6 separate regions of the Sus scrofa genome follow, and all the other regions are linked to region 1. A link is a contact called in public Hi-C and HiChIP or PLAC-seq data. All regions are on one chromosome and are shown on one strand. Each heading gives the region's core, a stretch centred on a gene start, on an enhancer-like site or on the middle of the called end of the contact. The rest is flanking DNA. Distances are from core to core; before and after follow the strand shown.

What was found. A called contact is a pair of places that touch in the nucleus more often than the background predicts. HiChIP or PLAC-seq counts read pairs in DNA pulled down with a chosen protein or histone mark.
Region 2: an H3K27ac HiChIP or PLAC-seq map of alveolar macrophages shows a contact between it and region 1. The contact joins the promoter of PSMD2 here to the promoter of ABCC5 in region 1. A contact is called at or near these places in 1 of 47 Hi-C or Micro-C datasets (embryonic fibroblasts) and 1 of 2 datasets of contacts at active chromatin or transcription factors (alveolar macrophages).
Region 3: an H3K27ac HiChIP or PLAC-seq map of alveolar macrophages shows a contact between it and region 1. The contact joins the promoter of AP2M1 here to the promoter of ABCC5 in region 1. A contact is called at or near these places in 1 of 47 Hi-C or Micro-C datasets (embryonic fibroblasts) and 1 of 2 datasets of contacts at active chromatin or transcription factors (alveolar macrophages).
Region 4: a Hi-C map of heart right ventricle shows a contact between it and region 1, with 3 times the contacts expected there. The contact joins the promoter of ALG3 here to the promoter of ABCC5 in region 1. A contact is called at or near these places in 2 of 47 Hi-C or Micro-C datasets (embryonic fibroblasts and heart right ventricle).
Region 5: an H3K27ac HiChIP or PLAC-seq map of alveolar macrophages shows a contact between it and region 1. The contact joins the promoter of PARL here to the promoter of ABCC5 in region 1. A contact is called at or near these places in 2 of 5 promoter capture datasets (fetal skeletal muscle and skeletal muscle) and 1 of 2 datasets of contacts at active chromatin or transcription factors (alveolar macrophages).
Region 6: a contact with region 1 is called in a Hi-C map of skeletal muscle, with 2.6 times the contacts expected there. The contact joins the promoter of EIF4G1 here to the promoter of ABCC5 in region 1. A contact is called at or near these places in 1 of 47 Hi-C or Micro-C datasets (skeletal muscle) and 1 of 2 datasets of contacts at active chromatin or transcription factors (alveolar macrophages).

The regions. Positions count from the first base shown.
Region 1 is chr13:121,954,904-121,959,719 of Sscrofa11.1, reverse strand. It overlaps ABCC5 (multidrug resistance-associated protein 5), which reads left to right and starts at 1,819. Exons shown (of 30, transcript XM_021069932.1): 1 at 1,819-1,964.
Region 2 is chr13:122,185,531-122,190,280 of Sscrofa11.1, reverse strand. It overlaps PSMD2 (proteasome 26S subunit, non-ATPase 2), which reads right to left and starts at 2,781. Exons shown (of 21, transcript NM_001243477.1): 1 at 2,583-2,781; 2 at 2,078-2,134; 3 at 1,541-1,705. The coding sequence starts at 2,717.
Region 3 is chr13:122,092,226-122,096,565 of Sscrofa11.1, reverse strand. It overlaps AP2M1 (adaptor related protein complex 2 mu 1 subunit), which reads right to left and starts at 2,191. Exons shown (of 12, transcript NM_001243644.1): 1 at 2,062-2,191; 2 at 1-83. The coding sequence starts at 40. DVL3 (segment polarity protein dishevelled homolog DVL-3) reads right to left here. Exons shown (of 16, transcript XM_021069945.1): 16 at 3,591-4,340.
Region 4 is chr13:122,146,002-122,151,046 of Sscrofa11.1, reverse strand. It overlaps ALG3 (dol-P-Man:Man(5)GlcNAc(2)-PP-Dol alpha-1,3-mannosyltransferase), which reads left to right and starts at 2,270. Exons shown (of 10, transcript XM_005670035.3): 1 at 2,270-2,502; 2 at 2,674-3,010. The coding sequence starts at 2,458. ECE2 (endothelin-converting enzyme 2) reads right to left here and starts at 2,118. Exons shown (of 18, transcript XM_013982250.2): 1 at 1,870-2,118. The coding sequence starts at 2,065.
Region 5 is chr13:121,811,428-121,816,442 of Sscrofa11.1, reverse strand. PARL (presenilins-associated rhomboid-like protein, mitochondrial) reads left to right here and starts at 2,764. Exons shown (of 10, transcript XM_021069926.1): 1 at 2,764-2,834. The coding sequence starts at 2,779.
Region 6 is chr13:122,201,779-122,206,298 of Sscrofa11.1, reverse strand. It overlaps EIF4G1 (eukaryotic translation initiation factor 4 gamma 1), which reads right to left and starts at 1,512. Exons shown (of 31, transcript NM_001246253.1): 1 at 1,453-1,512; 2 at 1,070-1,156; 3 at 1-18. The coding sequence starts at 1,512.

The DNA.
Region 1 (4,816 bases), core at 570-3,069:
TAGAAATTATTTGTATATTCTGCAGTAAAATATTTTTCAGTTATAGTTTCTAGTTTATCTTTATACTTTATGGCATCTTATATATATTTTAATATACTACAAATTTATCAAACTTTCCTTTGTTATTTCTGTATCTTTTTTTTAGGGCCACACCTGTAGCATATGGAGGTTCCCAGGCTAGGGGTCAAATTGGAGCTGCAGCCACCGGCCTACACCACAGCCACAGCAACATCAGATCCCAGCTGCATCTTCAACCTACACCGCAGCTCACAGCAACACCAGATCCTTAACCCACTGAGTGAGGCCAGGGATCGAACCTGCCTCCTAATGGATGCTAGTCAGGTTCTTTTCTGCAGAGCCACGGTGGTAACTCCTATTATTTCTGTATCTTATTTAAGAAGTTCTTCTCTACTCGCAAGTTCATAAAGATATTTCACATTTTCTTCTAAATGTTTGAAAGGTTTTTGTTTGTTTTGTCTTTTGTCTTTTTAGGGCTGCACCTGCAGCATATGGAGGTTCTCAGGCTAGGGGTCTAATCGGAGGTGTAGCTGTCGGCCTACGCCACGGCCACAGCAACCCGGGATCCGAGCTGAGTCTGCGACCTACACCACAGCTCATGGCAACGCCGGATCTTTAACCCACTGAGCAAGGCCAGGGATGGAATCCGCAACCTAATGGTTCCTAGTCGGATTTGTTAACCACTGAGCCGTGACAGGAACTCCTGAAAGTTTTCCCTTTCACAATTAGGCCTTTGATCTACATGAAATTGACTTTTCTGTGTGGTTTGAAATACTAATCCCTGAGTTTTAAAAATATGGATAACCAATTGTTCCAACATTATTCGTAGAATCTTCTTCCTTTCTTTACTGATTTATAATGTTTTTTCTGTTACAGATGAAGTTTACATAAATGCATGAGTGTTTCTGGGTAGGCTCTTTATTCTATTGCATTGGTATCTTAATCCATCTTTGTGGAAAAATACGGTATTGATTACTTCAGCTTTATGGTATGTTGGTGTTTCATACTAGCTAGTTGTATAAAGGTGGACAAGTCACTTTACCTTTTTTTTTTTAAATCTCCTAAATGGATAATCATAATAATACCTACACATAGGGTTGATTTGGAAATTAAACAACAACAACAAAGAACAGTAAGTGTGTAAAGCACCAAATCAGAATAGGCAGGCACTCAACAGTGGTTATGCTATGATCATGCTGAAAGTACAGATGAAATACAAAGAAAAATAAAGCGATCTCTTTGGAAACCTGTTTCATTTACAAAAAGAAAGGGATGAATTGGCATGCCTTTCTAAGGCTCTTGCAGCTCCAAAAATTGTGATCCTGGCATTTATTTTCTAGAAACCAGACAGCACAACATTATGTGAGGGGCAGTGGGATTAAAGAGAGAAAGGTGACAGCTCATAGTTGTGAGCAAGCACTGATAAAACGTTAAGGGCCACACAGATCCCCCCATCAAGATCCGGGGCTGGCCGGTGGCGAGGACATAGCGGCTACGATGACCTTCACAGTGTTTTCTGGTGCATAAGTGGCCACGCTCTGCTGTGACCGCCGTGCCTACAAACACTGGGCTCCCTACCCACACAGGGCTACTGTCAACTCTCCCGGCCACCCACTGGAACACAGGGCCTCAGAGAAGATTCCAGATATGATAGCAGAAACTCTGGGAAGGATGGTGCAGAGCCTAGAGCGCGGTGGAGGGAGGAGCAGGCGGCACCTCCTCCGGGGCTTTTAGGGTGCTTCTGGGAAATATAGTCCTTTACCGCGAATCAAGCCTCGGGCTCCTAGAGGAGGGACTACAATTCCCTTCAGCCTTGGGAATTCTTTGTGCAGCACGCCTGCGCAGTCTGACGGCCAATGCCGCTATAAAGGCTTGTTTTGCTCCGGGGCTGATGCTCGGGAGCGTGGTCGAGTGGCCGGCGCGGCCGACCTGCAGCTGGGGCACAGGTATGTAGCGGCGACCACCACACCCCTTCCTTCTCCTCGGGTTGTCACCGGAACCATCCCCCGTGTTTCGTCCAGGGTTGGAGGGACTACGATCGGGGATGCGAGCAGTTCAGGGGAAGCCGGAGATCTAAGACAGGGGGCTTGGTTTCCCTGAAGTCTCCCACCGAGCCCCTCCTCATGACGCGACCCCTGAGGACTAGTGGTGAGGTCCTGGCGTCGGAAGGCAGGTAGGGTGGGATGAGTGGTCAGAGGTGCCTGCTATATTCCCGGATGATGCCACCAGGGGGTGCTGCGCCTTCGGCCGGTGGGTGTGGGTAGCTATCGCCTTTCCAGGCCGAACTGGCCTTGGGAACGCCCTACTGAACGAGGGCATCCCAGGAGAAGCTCATCTGAGAGAAGCCCCCTTCCCCTGACCCCGCCATCGTTAAGGTTGTAGGGATGCGGCTTAGGGCACTTCCGCTCAAGCTGCACAGTGGAGGCTGAGCCTCCAGCGACCTTAAGTGGTCCTCGTTTTGGCGAATGGGTAGATGGAGGTTCGTGACAGAAGCGCGTAAAGCAAACCCTTGGCAGGGTCAGGAAAGGAATTCAGATCTCTTGACTGTCATCAACGCCCTTTCCATTTGCACCTCACAAAGCTGCATGGTGCTCTGTATTTGTCACACAGGGGTCATTTGGTTTCTGCACAGACTTGGGGAGACTGGAGGCAGATGGGCACAAGGAAGGACTGGCGAAGTTTCAGGAGGTTTTGAAGGAGAAGATGGCTAGGTTATGCTGGGGTCTCCAGCGTGAGTAAGTGAAAGGTGCAGAAGGCGGAGCACAAGTGGATTAGAGGGGGGTGGTCAGTACATATCCTATAGCTTCAGGTCTTTTGTGTAGCTTCAGGGCCTGGAACCAGATTCCTGAAGTGCTGGAAAAGCTAAGGAATGCTGTAATAAAGGCAATTTGGAAACACCAGTCTTGCTACTTACCGTCCCTGTAATCTTGTGCATCCCCTCCCCCCCATGCAGTTTCATCTGCATCATCTCGCAGAAGAATGCCTACACTTTTATCACTGAAGGAGAGTATTGGTTTAAAAAAAAAAAAAAAAGCGACCAAGTGGCCTCCGCGCTGGTGATTTTGAGTCTGGGCACCTCTTTGGGGTTCTTCCACTTTGATTATTCTGCTAGTGCCATCATACAGCTCTGGCTCAAAAATAAATAAAAGCTCCTTCCCCTTTCCCTCTCTTAATAACAAGTTAGCATTTTTAAAAAGACTTCAGCACTTTTAATGGAGAACAGAAAAAAAGAGGGAAAATATAAATAGTATCCCCAAAAAGTCTAGTGCAGTGGTTCTTCCTTAATTGTTTTTCTCAGATTTGGGGCTTGTTTGTTTCCCAGATCTATTTAACTTCCTAGCTATTGGCTGGCCTCCATGTGGGGTGCCCTGTCTTATTATATTTCTGATACACAGAAGATAGAATCCTCCTTCTGCTCAAGGCCAAGAGATAGTAGCTTTGTCCCTGCACAATGCCTGCCTACTTTCATAGCTGTGCTTCTTTTTCCGGGAAATTAAAGAGGCAGGAGTGTTTGAGGGAATGGGAAACTGCTCCTCACACCCTTGCTACATGGAATAACTTGAAAAAAAGTGATCGAAAGAAACTAAGGGTATGTGAGTTCTTAGACAATTGAGATGATCTTTATGTTCTTCCAGACATGGCATTTGGTATTGTGAGTGAGTTAACTTTGGTTTCCTATCTTTCAAACTCCAGATCTCCTCTTGCTTTTTTTCCAAAGTAGAACTAATCTTTTCTGCTTCCAGATAATCAGTTAGGCTAATCTTTGGAGGGGGAAGGTTGGACTTCAGTGATCTCGGTAACAAGATGGGTTACTCTGACCTGCATCCCCACACTGGGGACACTGGCAGATGCCAGGTCTGTTTATAGTTTAGACTTAATGAGGTCTCAGTGATGTGACTGCTGTGCTGTTGGTTGTAGGCTGGTGTTCTTTATGGTGCAATTTGTCATTGGACAAGGTGACTTTTTTCTTTGAAGATAAGTAACTTAGCAGTTTCAACTCAAGGGACTTGAGCCAGTCAAGCTTTCTTGGTGCTGGAAATACACCTCTGTGAAGGAGATTTAGTCCTTTTTATTTAGAGGATTTGTAAGTGTCCCCTCCCCCACCCCTTTTTTTTCTGCTACCTTAAGAAATGAATTGCAGCCATCAGAATTTTGTCTGCAAAGTTGTACTTTTAAGTCTCGGTACAAGCTAGGAATTTATGGAACTCAAAAGGCAACACAGCTACACTTCTTTAATTTCTTTTATTTATTTATTTATTTATTTATTTATTTTGCCATTTCTTGGGCCGCTCCTGCGGCATATGGAGGTTCCCAGGCTAGGGGTTGAATCGGCGCTGCCGGCCTACACCAGAGCCACAGCAACGCAGGATCTGAGCCGCGTCTGCGACCTACACCACAGCTCACGGCAACGCCGGATCCTTAACCCACTGAGCAAGGCCAGGGATTGAACCTGCAACCTCATGGTTCCTAGTCGGATTCATTAACCACTGCGCCATGACGGGAACTCCCACTTCTTTAATTTCTAGTGAGGCTGATATGAAATGTGTTTTCCCAGCCTCTATCCGGAAAGCTTCAAACCATCTTAAGAGTGGGGGAAAGTGTTTTAGAGAGGTATGTATGTGGTTTATTTTTTCAGGAGTAACCATGGTTGATACTGGATATTGATGAGAGTTAGCCAGGCTAGCAGGGGTTTAGAACAGAGTTTCAGGTAGATACTAGGTAAGACTTAGTGGGACAGTGTGGGGAATTTGTTTTTGTTATTGTTTTTTAGTAACAGCTTTGTTGAGATATACCATGA
Region 2 (4,750 bases), core at 1,532-4,031, 230 kb before region 1:
TGGCTGTACCCATGGCATAAGGCCAGGGATCAAATCCAGAGCCACAGTTTGGCAATGCTGATCCTTAACCTACTGCACCACAGCAGGAACTCTGAATCTTCTGGGGTGGGGGGCCGTGCCCATGGCATGTGGAAGTTTCCGGGCCAGGGACAGAACCTGTGCCACAGTAGCAACAACCTAAACTGCTGCAATGACAATGCTAGATCTTTTTTTTTTTTGCCATTTTAACCTTGTCTTATTCTGTACATATTTTTAGATATTAGCATAATATAAGCTAACAAGAAATTATGCAATAATAAATTTATATTAATTTTATATAATCTATAATTTGTATGAAACAAATGTTTTCAATAAGGTTCTGTATAAGCTTGTGTGTTAGATACTTTTTTTTTTTTTTTTTTGTCTTTTTGCCTTTTCTAGGGCCTCTCCCACGGCATAAGGAGGTTCCCAGGCTAAGGGTCTAATCAGAGCTGTAGCTGCCAGCCTACACCACAGCCACAGCAATGCCAGATTCTCAACCCACTGAGGGAGGCCAGGGATCGAACCCGCAACCTCATCGTTCCTAGTCAGATTCGTTAACCACTGAGCCACAGTTATTTCCCCAATACAATTTTTTTTTCTACTGTACAGCATGGTGACCCAGTTACATATACATGTACACATTCTATTTTCACACATTATCATGTTCTATCATAAGTAACTAGACACAGTTCCCAGTGCTACACAGCAGGATCTCATCACCAATCCATTCCAAAGGCAATAGTTTGTATCTATTAACCCCAAGCTCCCCAACCACCTCACTCTCTCCCCCTCCCCCCTGGCAACCACAAGTCTATTCTGCAAGTCCATGATTTTCTTTTCTGTGGAAAAGTTCACTTGTGCCTTATATTAGATTCCAGATATAAGTGATATCATATGGTATTTGTCTTTCTCTTTCTGACTTGCTTCACTCAAGTTCCACCCATGTTGCTGCAAAAGGCGTTATTTCATTCTTTTTTATGGACAATGCCAGATCTTTAACCCACTGCACCACAAGGTAACTCCGAGATTTTGAATTTTATTCCAATCACAATAACAATTTTTTAAAAGCTTTTAAGCAGAAAAAAGTCACTCTAGAAAGATCACTATGGCTGCTGTATGAAAGACAAACTGTGTAAGAGGTCACAGACAAAAGGAAAAGGGCCAATTAGGAGGCTGCTACAGTGGTTTAGGTGAGATCTGAAAATTTCTTGGGTAATAGTTGAACCAACAGGCAGAAGTTATGAGCTGGAGCTGTATTTTAGAGTTAAAACAAATGAAAGTGCAGGGAATATATAGAACAAAGTTAACAATAAAATAAGTTCATCATAAATGATAGAAACAATGTCTTTTCTGAAGACAATACTCCTACAAGCTCTTACGTGAGCATTTTGATTATGAGCTCCCTTCAACTAGCTCAGATCTCACATCATCAGGTTTCCTGAGACTCACCATTAGCCCCATGTCTAGATGGAAAAGAATTCCTAAACTAGGCTTCCATCAGCTTCCAAAATAGTTTTACCTTATTCTCCCCAGGGGCCATGTTCTCATAGATCTCCTTCAGTTTGCCATAGTGTGGACGCAGAAATTTAAGAGGCTTGGGTACTGATGTCATGGAAGTTGTAGAAGAACGAATCTGTCTCCGCAGTTCTTCCAGGGCTGGTCGGTACAGGGACGTGTCCTTCTCCTGATCAGGAGATGTTAGGGCTCAGACAAAAGGAGTCTCATCCCTTAAGTCATAATATAGAAGTGTTTAACAACTTCCCTAGGAAAGGAACTGTGTCTGCAATTGCCCGCCTCCTTGCACACGCCTGGCACAAAAACAAATGTCTCCAGGTAAGAGTTCAAGAATGGCTTCTCCCACAAGACAAGGCTATAAAATCTTTCAATTATCTTTTTTCCTCCCTTTCCTCACAACATGGTTCTAACACTGATGGACCTAAAATATGGTCCATCGTTCCCTATACCTCACCTATGAGTTGTTGCCCCAAAGTGGAATAAAGCAAACAAGTGAGTAAGATTCATATATACACCAGCTCTTGCTGACATTCTGACTCACCCCAAGTCGTTCCACGAGCATCTCCAGTTCATCCTGAAGTTGTTTGTCCTCCTCAGACTGGAAGATTGGGGGAAGATGCGCATCAAGAGAAGGAATCCCAAACCCATCCTCCTCCCATTCACCCTGGGGCAGGTGGAGAGTGAGTCCGCCTCCTTAGGAGGCATCAGGTCGACAAGGGAAGAGAGAGGAATGGAAAGCCCTGGTGGGAAGGCCGCCTGGCTTCTGGGCCAGGCTCTGCTCGAACGCCGTTTTGAAAAGCGGGGGTGACAATGACACGCCCGGGCCCACAAGAGATGGTGATGAGGCCTGGTAGGGGCGGAGGAGGTAACAGCGCGGAATGGAGGATGGGGGGTAGAAAGGCAGGGCGCCGGGAGCCCCGAGGATCGCCCTATCCGCCCTCTCCCCCGCACTGTGCGGCCGTTGGGAGTCGAGCCCGAGGCCTGCGGAGCCGCCGTGACTCAGCCCGCCGCGGCCTCCTCCGCCGGCTCCCGGGGCTGCGCCTCACCAGCTCCTGCTCTTTGTCCTTGTCCCCGGCATCTCGCCGCTCCTTGCTGCTCGACTTCTCGTCCCCGCCGCCGGGGGACGTCGCTGGGGGCTGCTGAGTCTGCAGCGACGCCTTATCCCGGCCGCCCTCCTCCATCTCTGCTGCCACTGCCGGCCCGCTGCGCGCACACCGTGCGCACCGCCCGGTTTCCCAGAGGGCCTCGCGCTCTTCGCCCACGGCGCCCCTCCTTCTCCAGAGCCCGCCTGCGACCGGAAACGCCGCGGCGCCCCACCTACCCCGGCGGCCTGGGAGCCCTTGCCCTCCGACCCCGCCCTCCGAAGCCGCAAGGAAACTACAATTCCCAGTTTTCCGGGCGCCGGCTCGAACCTGGAGTTTCCTGAGCTGTCGGGATTTGGGGCGCCTGCTGCTGTAGGAGTTGAGCCGGCTGCGAGCCGAGACTGCCCCTAGGGTCCCTTATAGCGGTGTGAATAGAACCTACAGTGATACTCCAGTTTGCAACGTGGTGGGATCAACAGACAAGATTCTTGAACTCCAGGACGCTTGAATGCCCTCTGTGTGAAGTCTGTGTAATATGTGTTTATAACCCACAACACTATGGAATATTAACCTCATAACATCCCCCACCTCCCCATTTCACCCCCCTCCCCCGCGCCTTGAGGAAGGTGCTCTGATATTACATGTGGATACCATCTTAAAATCACAGGGTTGCCAGATGGAGTAGAAATGAATACATGGGGAGTTCCCGTCGTGGCGCAGTGGTTAACGAATCCGACTAGGAACCATGAGGTTGCGGGTTCGGTCCCTGCCCTTGCTCAGTGGGTTAATGATCCGGCGTTGCCGTGAGCTGTGGTGTAGGTTGCAGACACGGCTCGGATCCCGCGTTGCTGTGGCTCTGGCGTAGGCCAGCAGCTACAGCTCCGATTCAACCCCTGGCCTGGGAACCTCCATATGCCGCAGGAGCGGCCCAAGAAATAGCAACAACAACAACAACAAAAAGACAAAAAAAAAAAAAAAAAAAAAAAAAAAAAAAAAAGAAATGAATACATGAAGTCCTAGGCACTAATGCGAAATCCTGGAACTGAAAACAAAAGAAGATAAGAGCTGTCTTTTTGACTTGTCCTCAGTCTGTCTTTTTTTTTTTTTTTTTTTTTTTTTCTTTTTACGGTCACACCTGTGGGATATGGAAGTTCCCAGGCTAGGGGTCAAATAAGAGTTGCAGCCTCAGGCCTAAGCAACAGCCACGGCAACACCAGGTCGGAGCTAAGCCACATCTGCAATCTCTGCAGCAGCTTTCAGTGCCAGATCCTTAACCCACTGAGCAAGGCCAGGGATCAAACCCTCATCTTCATGGATACTAGTCTGGTTCTTAACCCACTGAGCCACAATGGGAACTCCTGATTTTTATTTATTTTTTTCTGCTTTTTAGGGCTGAACCCACAGCATATGGAGGTTCCCAGCCTAGGGGCTGAATCGGAGCTACAGCTGCCGGCCTACACCACAGCCACAACAACATCAGATCTGAGCTGCATCTGCAACATACACCACAGCTCACAGCAGTGCCAGATCCTTAACCCACTGAGCGAGGCCAGGGATTGAACCCACAACCTCATGGTTCCTAGACGGATTCATTTCCGCTGCCCCATCACGGGAACGCCAGAACGACTGATTTTAAATGACATATGTTTTTTTCTGCAAAACCTTTTGAGTCTGGTAGGATTGTATCCATTTTATAGAGGACATTTAAAATATGTGGTAGAATCAGAATATGAATATTGATCTTTCAGACTCCCAAGCTCTTGGCTATTTTAGCAAACCTCAAAGTTCTTCAGTTAGAGCTATGTGTATGTATCTGGAAGGTGAGAAAAGAGAAGTAACTCTTCTCTCCTTAATCTGGTGGGATCATTCACCATTTGGCCTGGAGTCTTATTTTATGGGTCCTGAGGCATTGAAGAATGCCGAAAGTGTTTGTTTAAAACAAACAAACTACCTGGCCCAGCGCAGTTAGCACTGAATGAACACTGGCTAAATATCTGTACAGATATAGATGTAAAGATCTGATGCCCTCCTTTTTTTCCAGGTGCAGCTGCAGCATGTGGAAATTCCCAGGCCAGGGATCAAACCCTCACCACAGCAGCAGCGGGAGCCACTAACCAGTGACAACAGCTAGA
Region 3 (4,340 bases), core at 942-3,441, 140 kb before region 1:
CCTCCCCCTTGTGATTATAGATGAATAAGCCTCCAATCATGGCGGCAGCTCAGTCCTGGCAGCCCATCGCTCTGAGAACAGACCTAGGACAGGTGGGGGCAGGGTAAGGGAAGGCCTTAGAACCCCAGCCAACGTCCCCTGTGGGGCTGTGCAGGACACTGGCTGAGCTTTTATCCTGACTCAACCCTCCAGCAAGTGACCCTGTGCCCTCCCGGGCATGCCCCTCCCCTCAGCCAGGCTCCAGTTCCTGTTTGTCCCTTACTGAAAGGGAGAAAGGGAGAGGGACTTGGGCCCAGGATTCTAAGGCCATTTTGATCCTCCTTTTTCTGGGGCAGGACCCAGAGTAGCCCCCTCCCCCTTTCACAGCGCTGAGCTCAGCAAGGCCTCTTCCTGTGCAGACTCTCACTCAGGCTCTGGCCGGTGAGTCACTGTGAAGGCCTGCAGGCGGCTGGAGGAATGGCGGTAGGAATTACTCCCATAGGTTCAGGCCTGAGGCCCCTGAGGCAAAGCTTTAGGAGCACCAGTCTCTCAGGCTCCACTACCCTTGAGAAGGCAGCAGGGCCTGAACCTCCAGCTCTCTAATTCACAGAAGTCTAAACATTCCAGGAAAGGGTGTGCAGGCAGTGGGGAAGAGGAGAGAAGGGAGGCCTCAGGCCCTGACATGGACCCAGGAGCATGGTTCCAGCCTCTCCCAGGCAGTCAGATAAACAGGCAAAAGAGCAGAGGAGAAAGGCCCCAGCCCTGACAGACAACACCTCAAGGGCCCAAGCTACTTATTAGTTATTTCTGACCACCTCTCTTTAAAAAAGGGAGGCTCCCTCTCAATTCCCAAGTGTAATCAAAATACAGGTGTGTGTGGCGGGCAGCGGGTGTGTGTATGCAATTCATAAAATCAAGAGATCCTTCCAGCTGAAATTCTGTGATTCCAGACCCACAACATAATTCAGCTGAGTGCTTATGAACAAGGGGCAGAATACCTGAATTACTCAAATTATTTGGGTCAGACTAATTCAGACTTTTCAAAGAGAAAAAAGGTTAATTTAGTTCTAGATTTCTGGGATTAGCCCTGGTGTTAGTTTCACAGGGAGCAGTTTGGCAGACTTTTCTAAACTGAAAAATAAAGCCTATTGTCAAGGCGGCCAAGGTCTCCCAGACTGAGTGAAAGGTCTCTCAAGGTGGTGGACACATCCCACTCCTCAACCCCAAAGAGACTGGGAGAGGAAGCGCAAAATGGAGGTATAGCCCTATGCAAAGAACCAAGTTCACAGGTATCAAGTGGTAGGGAGCTCAGGGCATCAGAGAAGCAGAGATGGGGCCCAGGACAGGAGTGGAATATCTAAAGGATATACCAGCAGCAACAGTCAGGCAGTATAATCAGGTGAGCCCACAGCAGCAACAGGGCTGGTGGGGGCACCTGGAAGAAAGAGTTTACAGTATGGCAAAGGTCAAGGCTTTGAAGAGGAAAGACGGCAGGGAGAGAATGAGAATGGCGAATCAGGGAAAGCTGGGGAGAGGTAGCTTGCTTTGGGATGCAAGTATAGAGGCATGTGGGGGTGCTGGGCTATTCGCCTTGGGGAAGAGGACATCGCAAGAAAAGCTGGTTCCACGGGGCGCGGGGGGCTGTCACTCAACTGCGAGGAGGGGGTGCCACAGGGTGGGCTAGCTTGTCACGGTCCAAAGAGGCGACACAAGTGCGTGTCACTTTCCAAAGGATGGGGGAATTGTTCCCTGCGCGAAAAGGAGAAGGCGCAGAGGGGTAGGGGGTTGTCAAGATCCTAGGGAGGGGGGCGCCGCGCGGCGTCCCACCTCTGGGAGGATTCCAGTAGGTCTCCCTCTCAGGGAAGGCTACGGGCGGGTCAGGTGAAGGGCACCGCTCCGTGCCCGTCCTGCAGCCGCGCCCGGGGCGCCCCCGCCCCACCGTCAGCTCCCTTCCCGATATGAAGGCTGGGGCCACTCCCGGGTGTGGGCAGCTTTCGGCGTAGCGCAGTGCAGGGAAGGGCAAAGCTGGGCAGTCGAGTAGCCGTCCTCCCTCACCCGGTTACGACTAAATCCCGAGCTCACCTGGTGTCCGAGGCCGCCTGCTCTGCCGGGCCGGCCACTCTCCGGATCCCAAGATGTCCGCCCGCCCCCTGCTCGCCTGCCCGCTGCCTCGGCTTTCACTGCAGTATCTCGGCCCCGCCCCGGCCTCAGCTGCGCGTGCGCGTCCGCCGTCGGCGCAGACTACAAATCCCGTCAGGCTCCTTGGCCTTCTCGCTTACACCTTTATGCGCCCTAGGATTAGCAAAACTACAACTACCGACGGCCTTTGAGAGCCTTCGAAGGAGGATTAGCGTTCCTTGGAGGAACGGTAGGAGTAGATTTATCCAGCCCTACCCGAAATACACAGTCTAGAATAAGCTGCTACACTTACTTCATTTTCCCCATTGAGCATTATGGGAATTGTAGTCTTTGCAATCCCTCCTGTTCCTATTTCTGTGCTACTGAGAGCCCGAAGGATTAGTGCTGTTTGTTGAAGCCCATCTATTAATCCTTGGATTGCCGTAGGCTTTTCAGTCTCCAGTGTCTGGATTTTTTTTTTTTTTTTTTTGTCTTTTTCCAGGGCCGCACTCGCAGCGTATGGAGGTTCCCAGGCTAGGGGTCTAATCAGAGCTACAGCTGCCGGCCTACCCCACAGCCACAGCAACGCCAGATCCGAGCCACGTCTGCGACCTACACCACAGTTCACCGCAATGCTGGATCCTTAACCCACTGCGCCAGGCCAGGGATCGAACCCGCAACCTCACGGTTCCTACTTGGATTCGTTAACCACTGATCCAGGACGGGAACTCCTGGTTGTCTTCTCTTTACACACAAATACATGACTTTGGCAGTAGAAGTATTTGTGCTGAGTTTACTGCTTTGTAATATCACCTCTGATTTTCCCACCTTTTTTGGCAATATATATTGGTTACAGACATGAGCCTTTTCCCAGGGATCAAGACCCAAAGTAGTAGGAGGCAAATATTTGAAAGAAACTAGTTAAAGCTTTATGAAAATATGTCATATTCTACCTCAGTTATACCTATGTGACTGTGAGCTCAAGACCAGGAAATGTATGCCTTCTAGTGACAGGCATATATGTTGTTCAGAAAACCATTGGTGACTTGAATTTAATTGGACGTGGGATTTGAAATCCCTTCTCTGATGAACAGAGTTAATCTTCACATGCAAGCTGAGGAGACAGGGCCAACCCTGGCATTTATGGGACCTGAAGAAAATCAGCTGGCTCTTCTCTTTCTGTAGAGAGAGATACCCTGCTGCCTTCCATAGGCAGGGCTGAGCCCATCATGAGAGGAAGGAAGGGCAAGAAAAGGCAAACCAGTTGCAAACCTTACTGTTCCTAGTATCCTCTTGGTAGAAGCCAGAATATGGTAGGATGAAGATCTGGCTTCTCTCAAATCGGGGTCACAGACTGAAGCCATTAAGTGACTGAATACTGTAATTCTTGAACCATCACTCAAGGTTTCACTTCTACCTTTCCAAAAGCTTTGTCCTCAATACATACCCTAAAGTCTTATCAATTTAGAGTAAATAATAATGATGATGATAATAATAACAATAGCTACCATTTATTGAGCACCTATTCTACTGTGTGCCAGGCACTGTGCTAGGCACTTTTCGTACAATATCTAATTAAATCCTCACAACAACCCTGTGAGGTAGGTATTATTATTGTCACTTTACATATGAGGAAACTGAGGCTCAGAGAGATTAAATAACTCTCCTATCACGCAACCAAAAAGTAGTAGAGTTGGGATTCAAACCCAGAATAACCTGACTCCAAATCCCATGCTCCTGTGAACTAGAATAGAGGCAGAGGGGAGAGGAAGGGACAAATTCAAGAAAGATTGCTGGAGAGGAATGGATATGATATACTGACTAGTAAGGTATGGGAAGGAATTTAAGCCCATAAATATTTCTAGCTGGTGAGCCTATGTAGAGTGTGATGAAGGTAACCAGGATTGGAATTCAGGAGGAACACACTTGGGTGGGGGAGAGGGATGAATTGGATCCTTATGGCCATGACCATGGAGAGGTCCAGTAGGTGATAAAAATACAGATCTAAAAATAGAGGGAATTTAGAGATGGAGATATATATTTGGGAAACACCAGCATATCACTGGCAGTTGAGGACATCAGGATGGATGACACCATTTTGGGAGTGAGGAAAGAGAAGTGGATCAAAGATAGAATACAAGGACCCTGAAGGTGTGAGCAGTGGTGGAGGAATCCTCAAGAGTTGGAAACAGAAGAATTGGAGGAGGAAGAGTACAAGAGGCAGCCCTATGGGGTGGCTAAGG
Region 4 (5,045 bases), core at 1,021-3,520, 190 kb before region 1:
CAGGTTATTCTGATGCACACTAAAACTTGAAAAACAGAGATCCATGGTAAATCTAAGAATAAATGCTATGGTTGAAAACCACAAAATTCAAGAGTTTTTACCTCTGGGGTGACAGGGCTTGAGGGACTACACAGAAAAAACCTTGAATATGCAAGGCATTTAATTTTGCCAGGAATTTTTGTAGGAGTCTTTCATACTCATTCAATCAGCTAAAAAGCCTGATAAATAAGTATATACTCTTTTTTTTCCTAAAAGCTGAGAAAATTGAGACAGAAATTTACTTTGTCAAGGATTCCACAGCTAAGAGTCTATGATTTTTTTTTTTTTTAATTTCTTTTTAGGGCCATGCCTGAAGCATATGGAAGTTCCCAGGCTAGGGGTTGAATTGGAGCTGCAGCTGCCGGCCTACAGCACAGCCAGATCTGATCAGCATCTGCACTTATGCTACAGCTTGTGGCAACACTGTCCTTAACCCACTGAACGAGGGATCAAACCGGCATCCTCTGGAGTTCCCGTCGTGGCTCAGTGGTTAACGAATCTGAGTGGGAACCATGAGGTTGTGGGTTCAATCTCTGGCCTTGCTCAGTGGGTTAATGATCCGGTGTTGCCGTGAGCTGTGGTGTAGGTTGCAGACATGGCTCAGATCCCGAGTTGCTGTGGCTGTTGCGTAGGCCAGTAGCTACAGCTCTGATTAGACCCCTAGTCTGGGAATCTCCATACGCCGCGGGAGAGGCCCTAGAAAAGGCAAAAAGACACACAAAAAAACAAAACCAAAACCTGCATCTTCATGGATATTAGTCAGGTTCTCAACCCACTGAGCCACAATGGGAACTCTTTTTAAGATTCTATGATTTTGCCATTATTCTGCAGCTAAGATTACATGTTCCAAGATCCCAACATAATTAGCTGCCTCCAGCATCCAAGTTCTTAAGCACTAGATTATACTTCCTTTCTAGTCCTAGAAATGTTCTATTTCTCAAACCAAGTAGGCTATACACACACATTCGAGTTATTATTTATACCTTACATATATAATGTATTATAAATGTCTCATATATGGGAAATATTTCACTTAAACATATACATGCTTTTAAAAACACCAAAATAAAAACTATAATTAGAAGGAAATCTGTTGCTTAATCAAATTTCACTGGAGTCCCCAAGGCTGGAAGAGTAAGAGAACCCCAGTATGGGCAAGTGGACCTCTCAGAGCCCCACCTTACAACCCATTATTTGTTCCTTTGGAAAAAATCACACCATCCTCCGCAGCAATCTCCCCTCAGAGAGTGCTGCCCCTGTCCTCACTGCACACCGCAGGGCGGAGTGGGGGGCGGAGAATGGGGCATATGGATGCATAGGACCAGGTTTGTTAGAGTTTAGAGTGAAAAGATCAGTCTCTGAGTGACGATGGCTCCCGGTGCCCAGCCGGGCAAACATAAAAAGCGCTAGGCATTGCGCTCGAGGTACCTGCACGTGCCCTACCCGACTTGAATTCCCAGTTCCATTTCTGGAAGTGAACCCAAGGCTCAGAACAGGTTCACGATTCGTCCTGTCTTACAGTCAGCTAGCGCTGGGAATTGAAGTAAGTCCCCTGAGCTCTCTTAGTGCTCGAGGCTGCCTCCCTAGGGGCCGGAACCGAGTTATGGGTCACCTACCCACTTACTACATTCAGACTCAGACTTTCTACGGGGGAGGGGGTGGCGGTCCCCGGACTAAGAATCTCTTGGCACCTGTTTGCCCTGGCAACTACTGCAGAGATTCTGAAGGTTCTGGGTCTTCACTTCTGACTAGGGCGTCCTCTCAGAGGGGCAGGCAGAAGCGAGGAGCAGGAACAGTCCCCTTGGGCTGGGCAGTCCCGAGACTACCCACCTAACACAAGGATACGGTCCTCGGGCCGCAGCTCCGGCTCTAGGAGGTCACGGAAGGAGGAGAAGTCCCCGAACCACTCGTAGGGGGCAGAGTCGGCAGCGCCTTGGTAGCGCTGGTCCCAGTACTGGACTTCGCGGTACCCGCTGTTCTTTTCTGGTAACTCCGGCAGGGGCGTGGAGGCCCTTGGAGAGGCCATGCTTGCCGCTTCTGGGTTCGCAGGGCTGCAGGTTCTCACATCTGGGCGGGGCTTGGCGCTCCTATGTAACCAATCGGAATGGTGGCATGTAGGAGGCGTGGCCTTTACGTCTCCGCCCAGCACCAGCAATTGCTCAACATAAACACGTGGAACTTCCGTTCTCTGTTAAGTGCGCTGGGAAGAATCCTCCGGATGGGGGAGTCATATCGTCCAGACCCTGAGTCCTCCGGCAGCATTGCTAACTTCTGAGCCACAGTCCTGGTGTCGCACTCACTCGGGCTCGTCACTCCCCTTCTCATACTTTGTTTGATTGGCTCCTCCCATTAAGAAGTCTGAAAATTAATGAGGAATTTATTTCTTCCCAGTATTGAGCACCCAGAGAACTCTGAGGGATGGCGGGAGTAGCACAGGTCTTATCCTCCAGGAAAGACTGGCATGTACGCTGATATTAACGACACAGGCTAAGTGTTATACTGGGCCGGGGAGATGGAGGGGAGAGACAGGGCACAGACAAGAATGTTCCTTTCCGGGCAAACTTCGATCCACATTAGCCCCTGTGGGTCCAGGGTTAAGTATGTACTGAGGAGTGACATTATTTCTACTTGTAGAGTGTGCACTCCATAGGGGAGACAGATATAGAAGAAGTGAATTTTGGAGTAAATAAGGACTCTGACAACTCCAGCCTACGCTCAGTCCGTTGGGACATGCAGCGCGGGAAGCGGAACCCAAATACCCAAGGATCGGGCTTCCGAGGTAGCGGGCCCACAGGAGCGGTGCACCATCAAGATGGCGGCGAGCCTGCGGAAACGCGGCCGGGCAGGTCCCGCAGCCCTGGCGGCGGGACAGTGCGGGCAATGGCTGCGGCGCGCCTGGCAAGAGCGGCGCCTACTACTGCTGGAGCCACGCTACACGCTGCTGGTGGCCGCCTGCCTCTGCTTGGCGGAGGTGGGCATCACCTTCTGGGTCATTCACAGGGTGGCATGTGAGTGCGCCGAGGGGGAGGGGAGGGTAGGGAAGGGGACCGAACCCCCGACCCAAACTGGGACCTAGATTTAGAGCTCTTAGACCCCTCATCCACTCAATCTTCAATGCAGGCCTTTATTTTTTACCCCAGTAAAAACTAAAGATTGCTCCACTGAAAACGAAACCTGATCTTAATCCCTTCCAGAAAATTTGGGTCCAATTTAATGTACTGCTGCTGCTGCTTGTCTCTGTGAATTTGGACCCGTCACTTCTCTTGCTGTGTCTCAAGCTTCTCATCTGTTCAGTTCTGAGGTCTCGAACTCTCTTCTTAGCGATAGCGTTTTGTGATCGCTTGAGTCATTTGGCATTATTGGTGGCTGCTTTCCAGGCTGAAAACATTGGACTTAAAGCTTTCTTGCTTAAGATAGTTAATTCAGTACATATTTGTTGAGTGTTTATTATATGGCTAACACTATGCTAGGTGCCAAGAGTATAGTTCGAAAAAGATAGACACATTTTTTGGTTGTGTAGGCCTGGACAGAGATGTATTAGTATAAAATTACAATGCTGTCATATTCATCATGATAGTAAGACAGTGCTATAAAGGACACAAGAGGGCACTTAAGCCAGGCCTTGAGGAGTCAGAGAAGGCTTCCTAGAGTCTTCCTTGAAACATAAGAGCTAGTTAGTTGAAGAAGAGAAAAGGAGGGGGGAAGAGAGAATCCTGTATCAAAAATCTTCAATTGAAAGAGAAAGTTGGAGTTCTGTGCTGGCGCAGCAGCAACGAACTGGACTAGTATCCATGAGGATGTGGGTTTGATCCCTGGCCTTGCTCAGTAGGTTGAGGATCTGGAACGCTGAGGGCTGTGGTGTAGATCCAAGTTTCGACTTGTTATCTGGCATTGCCGTGGCTGTGGTCAGTACCTGTAGCTCCAATTCAACCGCTAGCCTGGGAACTTCCATATGTTTTGGGTGCGGCCCAAAAAAAACAGAAAGGGGGGGAAAGTCTACTTTGTTTGAGGAACTGAAAAAATTTTTTTAGAGCTGGAATGTAAAATCAAGTAAGAGTAGTACAGACAGATAAGACTGCAAAAGTTGAGGCCAGATCATGTAGGAATCTGTAAGCCCATGTTAAGGAGATAGATAGCAAGATGGCTGAGAATTTAGGACTCCATGAGTTTCAGTCTCAAGTCTACCCATCCTAGCTCACTGATCTTGAGCTAGTCACTTAACCTCATAAATTCATAATTTCCTCTTCTAAAAATGGGAATAATAAAATTTGGTCTTGGGGTTTCCGCTGTGGTGCAACAGGATCGGTGGCATCTTGGGAGTGCTGAGTCAAAGGTTTGATATCCTGCCCTGCACAGTGGGTTGAGGATCCAGGGTTGCTGCAGCTTCGGCTTGGGTCATGACTGCCACTTGGATCTGATTCTGGGCCCAGGAACTCCATATGCCGTGGGGCGGCCAAAAATGAAAAATAAAATAAGGTTTGGTCTTCATCTTAAGGAATCATTGAAGAGTTTTAAGCAGGGAAACATGATATGGTTTCTATTATAGGACGATCTCTCTGGTTGTGGGGTGGAAAATGTATTGCAGTGGGGTGAAAGTGGAAGCTGGGAGCCTAATTAGGGAGGTTTTTTTTTTTGTTTTTTTTTTGTCTTTTTGCCATTTCTTGGGCCGCTCCCACGGCATATGGAGGTTCCCAGGCTAGGGGTCTAATCAGAGCTGTAGCCGCCGGCCTACGCCAGAGCCACAGCAACTCGGGATCCGAGCCGCGTCTGCAACCAACACCACAGCTCAGGGCAATGCCGGATCGTTAACCCACTGAGCAAGGCCAGGGATCGATCGAACTCGCAACCTCATGGTTCCTAGTCAGATTCATCAACCACTGCGCCACAACAGGAACTCCTAATTAGGGAGCTTTTGCATCACTGAGGCTAGAGATTATGTTAGGCCCAAATTTGAGTGTGTGATAGTAGAAATATTTAGGATGAGGAATAGGCAGGACTTGGTGACT
Region 5 (5,015 bases), core at 1,515-4,014, 140 kb after region 1:
AAACAAAAATTCAACTGAGTGAATTTGAAGATCTCAATTAGATCTTTATTTAATGATTCATGAATTGGGCAGAATCTCATCTTAAAAGTCAGAAAGGAGCTCTCAGGACCTATAAGAAATGGAAGGTTTTTATAGGCAGAAGGGGGAAGAAAAAGGAAGTTTCTAGCAAAAGAGTGGGTTATTTCAGGCAAGGTCACCTTCATTTGGGGAAAGGTGTGAATCTATCAGATTATTTGAGTAGTCCTGACCAGGTAATTCCAGATTGACTGATTAAAGGTCACATTCCTAGGAGAGGCTGAAACTAATTTAATTAGGTATTAAGTCATGTTTTGCTGATGTGGGGCTTAGCACAGGTGACTCCATTTGGCCCTGTTGTTTCTTTTTCTTTTTCCTTTTTTAAAAAAAATACTATGAAAATGGTAGATACTCCAAGCTCAGTGCTCTTCAGTTGAAATTAAAATCCTTTGCATGTTCAGCATCCATCTGGCTCATGTAATTGCCACCATAGGACTTGGAGAAAAAGGGAAACCCCTGCAAGTGATGCATATGATGCTTGTGCTCTGGGTAATAAAGTCTTTTATTTCTGACCCAGGAGTCTCCTGTTTTCTGCCAGCATTCAAACATATTGGCTTGCAAATACGGTAAAATCAAATCCCAGAATTGACATCTATGACTAAGGCGAAGTTAATTTATTTTGGTTTCTCAAAAAAGTCATGCCCTGGAAAAACATCACAAATGCTAGAATATTTAGGCCCTTCTCTTCTCCTGGTAACCTCTATCAGTTTCTCTGGGGCGCCTTATCCCCTTCCTTCCATTCCTTATCCTTTGACTGCACTGTTTCCCCCCTCCTCCAAATCTCCAAAGAGCTTTCTGCTTCTCTGACCAAAGCACTTCTTTCAATGTATTGTACTTGCCTGTTTATTTACTTGGTCCTTTCTCCCCTAGGAGAGTAGGATGTCTGTGAGGTCAGAGATTGTGTCTTCTAAAATACATCCCAGATCTAGTACATTGCCTGGCATCTGTTGGTGCTTATTAAGTATTTATGGAATGAATGCCATGTTATTATAGTGATATGCATAAGCAGTATAAAAACAGAGTTAAATCAGACTGAAGGCCTAAAAGGATGGCCTTAAAGGAAAGCAAAATATGTCTCACCCCAAATATGACTCTTTGACATAAAAGTTATTTTGAGCTGAAGGCAATTAAGAAGCAGTAAATGCAGAAAAGGCTCCCCCTTTCCCTTAAAGGCAGGAAATAAATGTCCCCTTTTATGGAGACAGATTCTTACCATTCCAAAGACTAGTGACCAGTGTGAAAGAAAAAATAAATAAAAATAAAGTCAGTATGGCTAAGAGAGCTGTCTAAAATGGAGCCAGGAGGTCACTTTTGCATGTCTCAACCTGTATGGAATCTTATTGTCTTAAAGCCAGAATCCAGATCATCTGCTCAATGTTTCAGAAACTCAAGATAATTATCCAACTCTCACCCTAAAATACTTCATGGCAGCCTATTTACTTATTGGACCTTTATCCTAAAATAACTGGTGAGAACCTATCCTTTAAGAACAAATATTTCCTTTCTTGCTTCAGGGTCGATCATAATTCTTGCACAACCACATGGATTTTGCCTTTTTAAGCTCCTGACTCTCTCTTCCTTGAACACTTTTTCAATTTTTCAGTCTTTCAAATTGCAATTCTTAAGACCCCCAAATAAAACACTTGGTTTTTTTTTGTAGTCTTGATACTGATTATCATTAATAATTATTTATTAATAATCACTAATATTATTGTTCAACAAGAAACACCAGTGTAATCTGCAAACAAACCTTGTTAACCTAACTCTTACCTTCCCACTTAAGGAAGATAAGGACTACCTAGCTCTAGTTGGTCTTCCCCTAACCCAAGACCCATTATCTTGCCAATTCTACACAAATTTTAAATACTTTCAGCTCTAGTCACTTCTTCTGGTCTTAATTCTCTTGTGAAGACTCCCAAGTACATGCAAAATGTCTACAAAATTTTCATGCTCTTCTCCTATTAGCCTTTGCCAGTTTAATTTTCAGGCCCAGCCAGGGATCCTAAGAGAACGGAGGGAAACTTTTCCTCCCTTACAGCCTCCTAAAAAACCTGATGATTGAGGTTGGTTTGAAGGATTGGTTAGGCAGAGAGAGAATGGAAAAGTGTTTCAGGCAGTGAGGATGGTATATGAACTTTCGAGAAGTAGGAGCTGGAAAAGCAATGCCTTTCAGAAACTGCGGATGACTTAGCATGGCTGCAGCTACAGTCAGAAGGAGGAGTGGAAGGAAATAAAGCTGACTGACAGGGAGGCAAAGACTGATCATGAAGTCTAAATTTTATCTACAATTCAGATTTTCAAGTCAGGTTTGGATCCTCTTCAGTGTATCATAACATGAAATAGTGAGATGCACAAAAAAGAGTAGTAATTTCAGAAAACTTCCGTTACCATTTTGGTTCTTCCTCTCACTTCCCTCTGGGCCTCAGAAACATGGTAAAGACAGTGATAATATTTTTTCTGGAGTGCTTTAAGTGGATTAAATGCAATAATTTAGGTAAAGTTCCTGGTACATGGCGTCACTCAATAAATACCAGTTTTCCCTTCTCTTTTTCCTCGGGGCCTTTTGTGCAAGCGGGGTGGAGGGCAGTCCCAACTCCCACAGCCCTCCCAGGTACAGACCGGTGTTACTGGAAGAACCAGCCGGCGGGTCCCAGTCCCTCGGGTTGGTCTGGCTTGGGCTCAGCCGCGCGAGGGCGCTCTAGGATGCTCCTCCGGGCTCTATGGTTTTTCCTCCGCCCCGGAAGTGGTTCCAAGCAAGGGTTGGTAAGGTCGGGCCATGGTGGGGCAGAGGTTGGGAAGATGGCGTGGCGTGGCTGGGCGTGTAGAGGCTGGGGTTGCAGACATGCATGGGCTCCACCGGCAGGCAGCCGCAGCTGCGAGGAGCTCACCGCGGGCCTGGCCCCGCCGCAGCTACTCGGGCGCAGGTAATGACCGCCGCTCGTGGCTTCTCGACTCTGGTGACCCTGGCTTTGGAGGTGTATCTTTAGGGGCGGAGGCCGTGTGGGCCTCTCGTGCCACTCCCCGCTCACCCTCTGTGCACATCCGTCCCTTCTCTCTCCGTCCCAACTTCCTCTCTCGCCGCCATCCAGTCCTCGCTTCTAGCCGCGCCATCCTGCCCCGGATTCATAGTGACCAGCCCCGGCCCAGCTTTCAGTGAGCCCGCGCTGGCCCCTCTTCTGTCGGGAGGGACAGTAATCGGCGAGGGCTGATCGTGCGCCACGCCTCATAATCCCGCCAGCAAGGGAAGTAGTTTAACACACCTACTCGAATGGCAGGGTCAAGATTTTATTTTCCGTCGGTTTTTACATAAACCTTAGTTTTACTGCAAATTACCTTCTTTAGCGTTTAGAAAGCCTTATAAGGGAAGACAGAATCGCAGGAGGGCATCACTTTGACGCTTGCGGAGTTGTAGGAGAGGCTTTTCTGTTCAAGAATTGAGATAGTGGAATAGTTGGTTTCCAGATGATTTGAAAACAAAACTACTCGACTGTTCCCGAGTGGAGGCTGTTTGAAGAGTATGTTCTGTCTGTAATTGGCTGCTTTTGCCTTAGAATAATTCAACTCTAAATTGAGAGGAGAGAAATCCTCAACTAAGATTCTGATGTGTATGGGTTCTGAAATTATTTACTGTTCTTTATTCCAGAGTTTCAGCTTTCCTAATTTCTGCCTCAGTTAGATAAGTGCCCGGAATCCACCCGATTGATGGTAGGTAGATGGTAGCAAGAAACACGAATGTTAGATAATTGAGGCTCCAGAGTGGTAGAGCCATTGCTTAAAGTCACCTGGAGTGTTTGTAGGCTATATTTCCCAGACCCTAGCCAAGTCCTGTCAACTCAGAAGTCTTAAACTTCTGAGGAGATGGAAAAGAAGGTCGGGTGGAGGTGGTGATTGATTTCAGCGGTCCTGATTTCATTCTTTAATCCAGATCCCAATTGAAATTGTAGAGTTTGGGAGGCAAGAAAAGTGAATATAGCTCTTGGGAAGCACCAGGTGTTGTATATTAATGATATGTGTTAGGAAGGGAAAAGAAAAGAAAAACTTGTCTACTGAGGAGGTCTAGGAGTTCCCACTGTGGTGCAGTGGGTTAAGGATCTGGCGTTGCTGCAGCTGTGGCTGGGATTTGACCCCTGGCCTGGGAACTTGCATATGCCATGGGTAAAGGAAAAATAGAAGCCTCCAGTAAAAATTGGAGAGCATTTGGAAAAAACATACAATTGACGTTGATGATTAACATCACAGTTTTTAAAAGTTGTCATTTATAGGAGTTCCCATTGTGGCTCAGTGGTTAAGAAATCTGACTAGGAACCGTGAGGTTGCAGGTTGAATCGGAATTGGAGCTATAGCTGCTGGCCTACACCACAGCAACGCCAGATCCTAGCCGTTTTTGCAGTCAACACCACAGCTCACGGCAACACCCCATTCTTAACCCACTGAGCAAGGCCAAGGATCGAACCTGCGTCTTCGTGAATACTAGTCAGATTCATTTCTCCTGGGCCATGCCAGGAACTTCTGAATTTCCTTGTATATAACTATTAGGTATGCTTTCACTTCTAGAAGTTCTAAAATTATATCACAGAGGAATGAATCAGGGATATGGTTAAAAAGCAGAGGTTTGGGCTCAATCTCAAACAATGCAGTTGAAGACATTTATCATGCTTTTTCTGGTTGGTTTTACATTTTAAGAAATGTAAAACTGTTGGAGTTCCCATCTTGGCGCAGCGGAAACGAATCCGACTAGGAACCATGAGGTTTCTGGTTCAATTCCTCGCCTCGCTCAGTGGGTTAAGGATCTGGCATTGCCCTGAGCTGTGGTCTAGGTTGCAGGTGTGGCTTGGATCTGGCATGGCTGTGGCCAACAGCTGCAGCTCTGATTAGACCCCTAGACTGGGAACCTCCATATGCTGTGGGTGTGGCCCTAAAAAGCAAAAAAAAAAGAAGTG
Region 6 (4,520 bases), core at 263-2,762, 250 kb before region 1:
CCGGCTAGGGTAGAAGTGCTGTCAGGAGGGAGGAAGGCAGTTGGCAATGGGAAGGGGAGGAGGTGGACAGCAAAAGGGCCATTCCACTATGTCTCTAGTCAGGAGAGAAGTACCAGGGGCTTTGGAGCATGAAGACCAACACTTCCAAGACTCACTTGACCAAGTGATGGCTAAGTGGCCTCTTATACTCACATACGCCCTCCAAACTCAGGTATACACTTGGCACTCTGTATATTTACTCCCTCCCTGCCATGCATACTCAGATCACCTCACCAGGCTATCCTTCAGCAGAGGCTTCCTAACACCCAGATGCATCATGCCTAAGTAAAGCCTTTTTCAGCAACATACTCCCCAGCATGCACTGCTCCACCCTAAGGTACTGAGGAGCTCACCGCTAACATGCAACAGTCTCCCAGTTCCCAGATGTGAACTACACAAGATTTAGCCCCTAACATGCATCGGTCAGCCTCAGACTGAGGACCCAGACTGAGTCTAGCCCCTGACTAGGGCAGAGTGTAAGGGTGAGACCCGGAGAGAGTTCAGGATTAGCAATGGGGTATTACCTGCAGAGACCTGAATCCTCCCTGAGAGCACATGGGGACAGGAAAGAAAAGAATTATCCCCAAGGTGATGAGGAGGGAAAGAAAATGAAGGAAGCAGGACAAGAATCCTCTCCCACTTGTGAGGAAGAATTTAGGGAACAGAGAAAGGCAAGAACTAGCTGGAGTGTTTATCTTGCCACAGTCCAAAAGAGAAAGATGGATGGGGAATGGAGCAATGGCAACCTCCCAGTAAAAGAAAACAGGAAAGCAGGAGTTGGCAGCAGGGCCCAAAGCACTGCCCCCAAGGCACCAGGACCCCTAGGAATGCCATCCCCACCAACTACATACTCCAAGGGGCCAGCCACCGTAAGTAATCAACAGTGCAAAGTGCAGAACCGCATGAAAGCAACTGTCAGGAAGTTGGGGCAGGTACAAGGCCTCCATAGTTTCCATCCTAGGCCCAAACTGGCCTAAGCTTCACATGGTTCCCACCCAGGCCCCCTACTCCCCTCCCCACAGCCCCTCACCTGGCGGGGCTGAGAAGGCGTGTTCATTTGTGTCGCTTGAGGCGTACTGAACACCACCGGTGCTGTCTGCCCCGGGGGAAACGCTGGCTGAAGGGGGGAGACCAGAATTCAGCAAGAGGGGAAACCCAGGTGGGGCAGAAACTCAAGCTGGTGAAGTAAGGGGAGCAGAGCTGTGGCAAGAGCCTCAACAGTCCACATATACCCTCCCCAAGACAGCCCCTAAGAACAGCCCCGGGGCCCTGCCTCAATTTGGCAGCAGGAAGCTGCACTTTGCCCTGACACAGAAGGGGGTGGGAAAATCCAGAGGTTGGAACCTGTTCCTGACCCGGCTGCCTGGTCTCCCCCACCCCCACCCCAGTTGCTGCTAATTCCTCCCTAATTACCTGTGGGAGTCCAGGGGATGGGGCAGGTGGGGGGCCTGTGGGCTGTGGAGCTTTGTTCATTTCATTTGGTGCCACATCAGGGTCCCCCCAGCACCTGTTGGGAAAGAGCGGAGCTCGGAAAGGGGAAGGGACCCAAGCTTAAGGCAAATGGAGTGGGGGAGGGATGAAGCAAGGTCTGGGTCCCACAACAAGCCCCGGAATCGCCAAAAAGGTGAAGGAGCATAAAACCCAGCCTATGTCCCCACCGACACCTTGTCAGACCCGCAGCTCCAACCACCCCCCCTGATCTGCTGAAACAGCCCCTCACTCACCCCCTCGGTTAAGAATAAATCCACGGTGCGGCCTACAGGTTCTGGGCATCCGAGGGCCTGGGGTTGGGAGGTGGGGGGTATCAACCTGGCTCCGCGGGGCCCAAGACCAACCAGACCGGAAATTCCAGGTCTCGCTGGCACCAGGCTCCCGGATCACAAACGGAGCTAGCAGCTTCGGCCGTGGTGTCCCCACCCCCCACCCGGGGACACCGGGTTCGGGGCCTGGCCCAGGGGCACACAAGGCACGCCTGCCGCGGGTGGCCGCGGGTGCACCCGCACGGGGCTAGAGGCGAGGCCTGCCGCCGCCCAGGAGTGGAGGCCAGGAAAAGCGGCAGTCGGGCCGTAAAAGGCCAGGCGGGCGGCGGCCGAAGAAGAGCCGGTTTGAAGCAAGTGAGGGTCGGCCTGGAGGGCGGGCGGGGCCGGGGGCTCCTCCCTGCCCGCCGCCGCCGCCTCCCTCCCCTGCGCCCTCCCTGCGCAGCGCCGGCCAGTGCCAAAGAACAACGTGTCACTTCCCGGCGGCCGGGCCGCAAAGGGGGGAGGGGGCGGCGGGCCGGGAGTCGCGGTGCCTGCGCCCGTAGGGCCTCCTCGGGTCGGGCCGAGGTGGCACTTAGCAGCCGGGAAACCCGGCGCCCTCCCAGCCCGCGGGGACCGCATATTCCGGCCCCGCGCTCCCCCACCCCCACCCAGCAGCCAGGCCGGGCCAGGCCGGGCACACGTGGGCCGGGGATCGGGCCCTGGCGGCCCGGGGCCCGGGCTTGGGCCGAGGAGCCAGGGCGCCGGGGAGGCGGCGCAGGGTAGCCGGTCCCGGCCCGGATGGCGGCGGATGCGGGGGGAGGGGATGGGGGGGCCGGGTCGGGCCCGGACATGGCGGCTTTACCTTCAGTCTCCTTCAGTCCGCGCGGCCGAGCCCCACGCAGCCGCACAGACGTAGTCCACAACCATTTCCGGCTCCCCGCACGGATCCCGCTCGGCGGCCACCGCTTCTCCGCAGGCGCAGCCGGCGCCCCCACGTGACCGGCGCAGAGGGCGGAGCCTTGCCCGGTGCCGCGAAGCACATGGGATTTGCCCCGCCTAGTCATGTGACAGCCACTGCCCGCCCCCGTGTCCCCTCCCGAACTTTGGAATTCCCAGACCGATCCCCCTCTGCGACTCAGTTCCGCGATTCTTTAGTTCATTCATACTTTGAGCAGGCATTTATTGAGTGCATACTGAATGCTAGGCTAAGTGCTGGCAGGGGGCTGAGAATACTGAAATTAAAGACTCAGTCCTGCCGAAGTAAATCATGGTACAAATGCGGAAAGAAACACACGTTAGGCAGCCTTTGAAAGTAATGTAGATTAGATCAATAAAAGACTTATTAAACTGAATGTTTATATGTTTAATAAGGATTGAAACATTCTAACTAGGGAATTAGTAAATTTGTCTCTTTTTTTTTTTTTTTGCCACATCTTCCAGCATATGGAAGTCCCCTGACCTCGGATGGAATCCGTGCCACAGTAGCAGCCCGAGCCGCTGCAGTGACAACGTGGGATCTTTAATAAGGGAACTACTAGATTTGTCTTTTATAAAGAATAAAAATCGGCCATTCCCAGGGAGGAACTAAAAGCAATCACACAAACTTCAAATAGTGGTGGAACAAGTAATCCCAAGACCCCTCCCTGCCCAGTAGCCAAAAGATTTTAAACTGCCTGAAGGGACATACTAGAGTCAAATCTACTTACTCCTAGTCAGCCCCAGAATTTAATCCAAACTCTACTACTTACTTATAGGTTGTAAAATGGAACTATTTGGAGTTTCTGTGTGGCTCAGCTGCATTGGCTGGTGTCACTGCTGTGGCACAGGTTTGATCCCTAGCTTAGAAATTAGAAACTGCAGGAAGCCATGGGCATGACAAAAAAAAAAAGGAAATACTTGAAACTAGGCAGTCTAGCTCAAGTTTGAACTTTTACCCACCATTGTGAGGATTTAAAGGAGTTAATTCCTGTGAAAGTGCTTAAAACAGTGCCTAGGTGCCTAGCAAAGGCTATTTCTTCTCTCTCCTCCACATCTGCCCCCTTCTGTATCCAAACACATATAATCTCACAGGAAAACAATTTCTTTGGCACCAATGATGAACTGGTCACTCTGAATATATGACCCTTGTGATCTCAATCCTTACAACTTCTTACAAAATGGATTGTATCATTATTCCCATTGGATGAGTAACTGATGCTCCAAAGAAAGGAGAGCAGAATAGACACATAGAGGAGGAACCATAGAAAAATGAAAGATCTAGAGTGTTCTCTGTGATGCTCTTCATTTGAGTTCTGTGACTTTATCATGTCTGACTGGCTGGCTCCCTTCTCTGGTCTTCTCATTTCTCTTTCTCCCTAAGCAAACTTATAAATAAAAATCAATTACTGCCTACATGCCAATTCGTTCCCAGCTCAGAAATCACTCTTGAACAACAGTCAGAACCAAGGTACTACCAGAGATCCCTTGTGGCAGAGCAGGTTAAGGACCCAGTGGTATCACCTCAGTGGTTTGGGTTGATACTGTGGTAAGAATTTGATCCCTGGCCCAGGAAATTACACATGTGGTGAATAGGCGGGCCTAACCAGGAAATCTGGGATTCACCCCTAAATTCCTTCCCATCCACATGTTACATCATCTCAGCAGATATCAGTTCCTATTGATGTTTGGATCAAAATCAAGTCCTGTTGATTTCATCTTTAAAAATTCTTCTGGGAGTTCCCATCGTGGCACAGCGGAAACAAA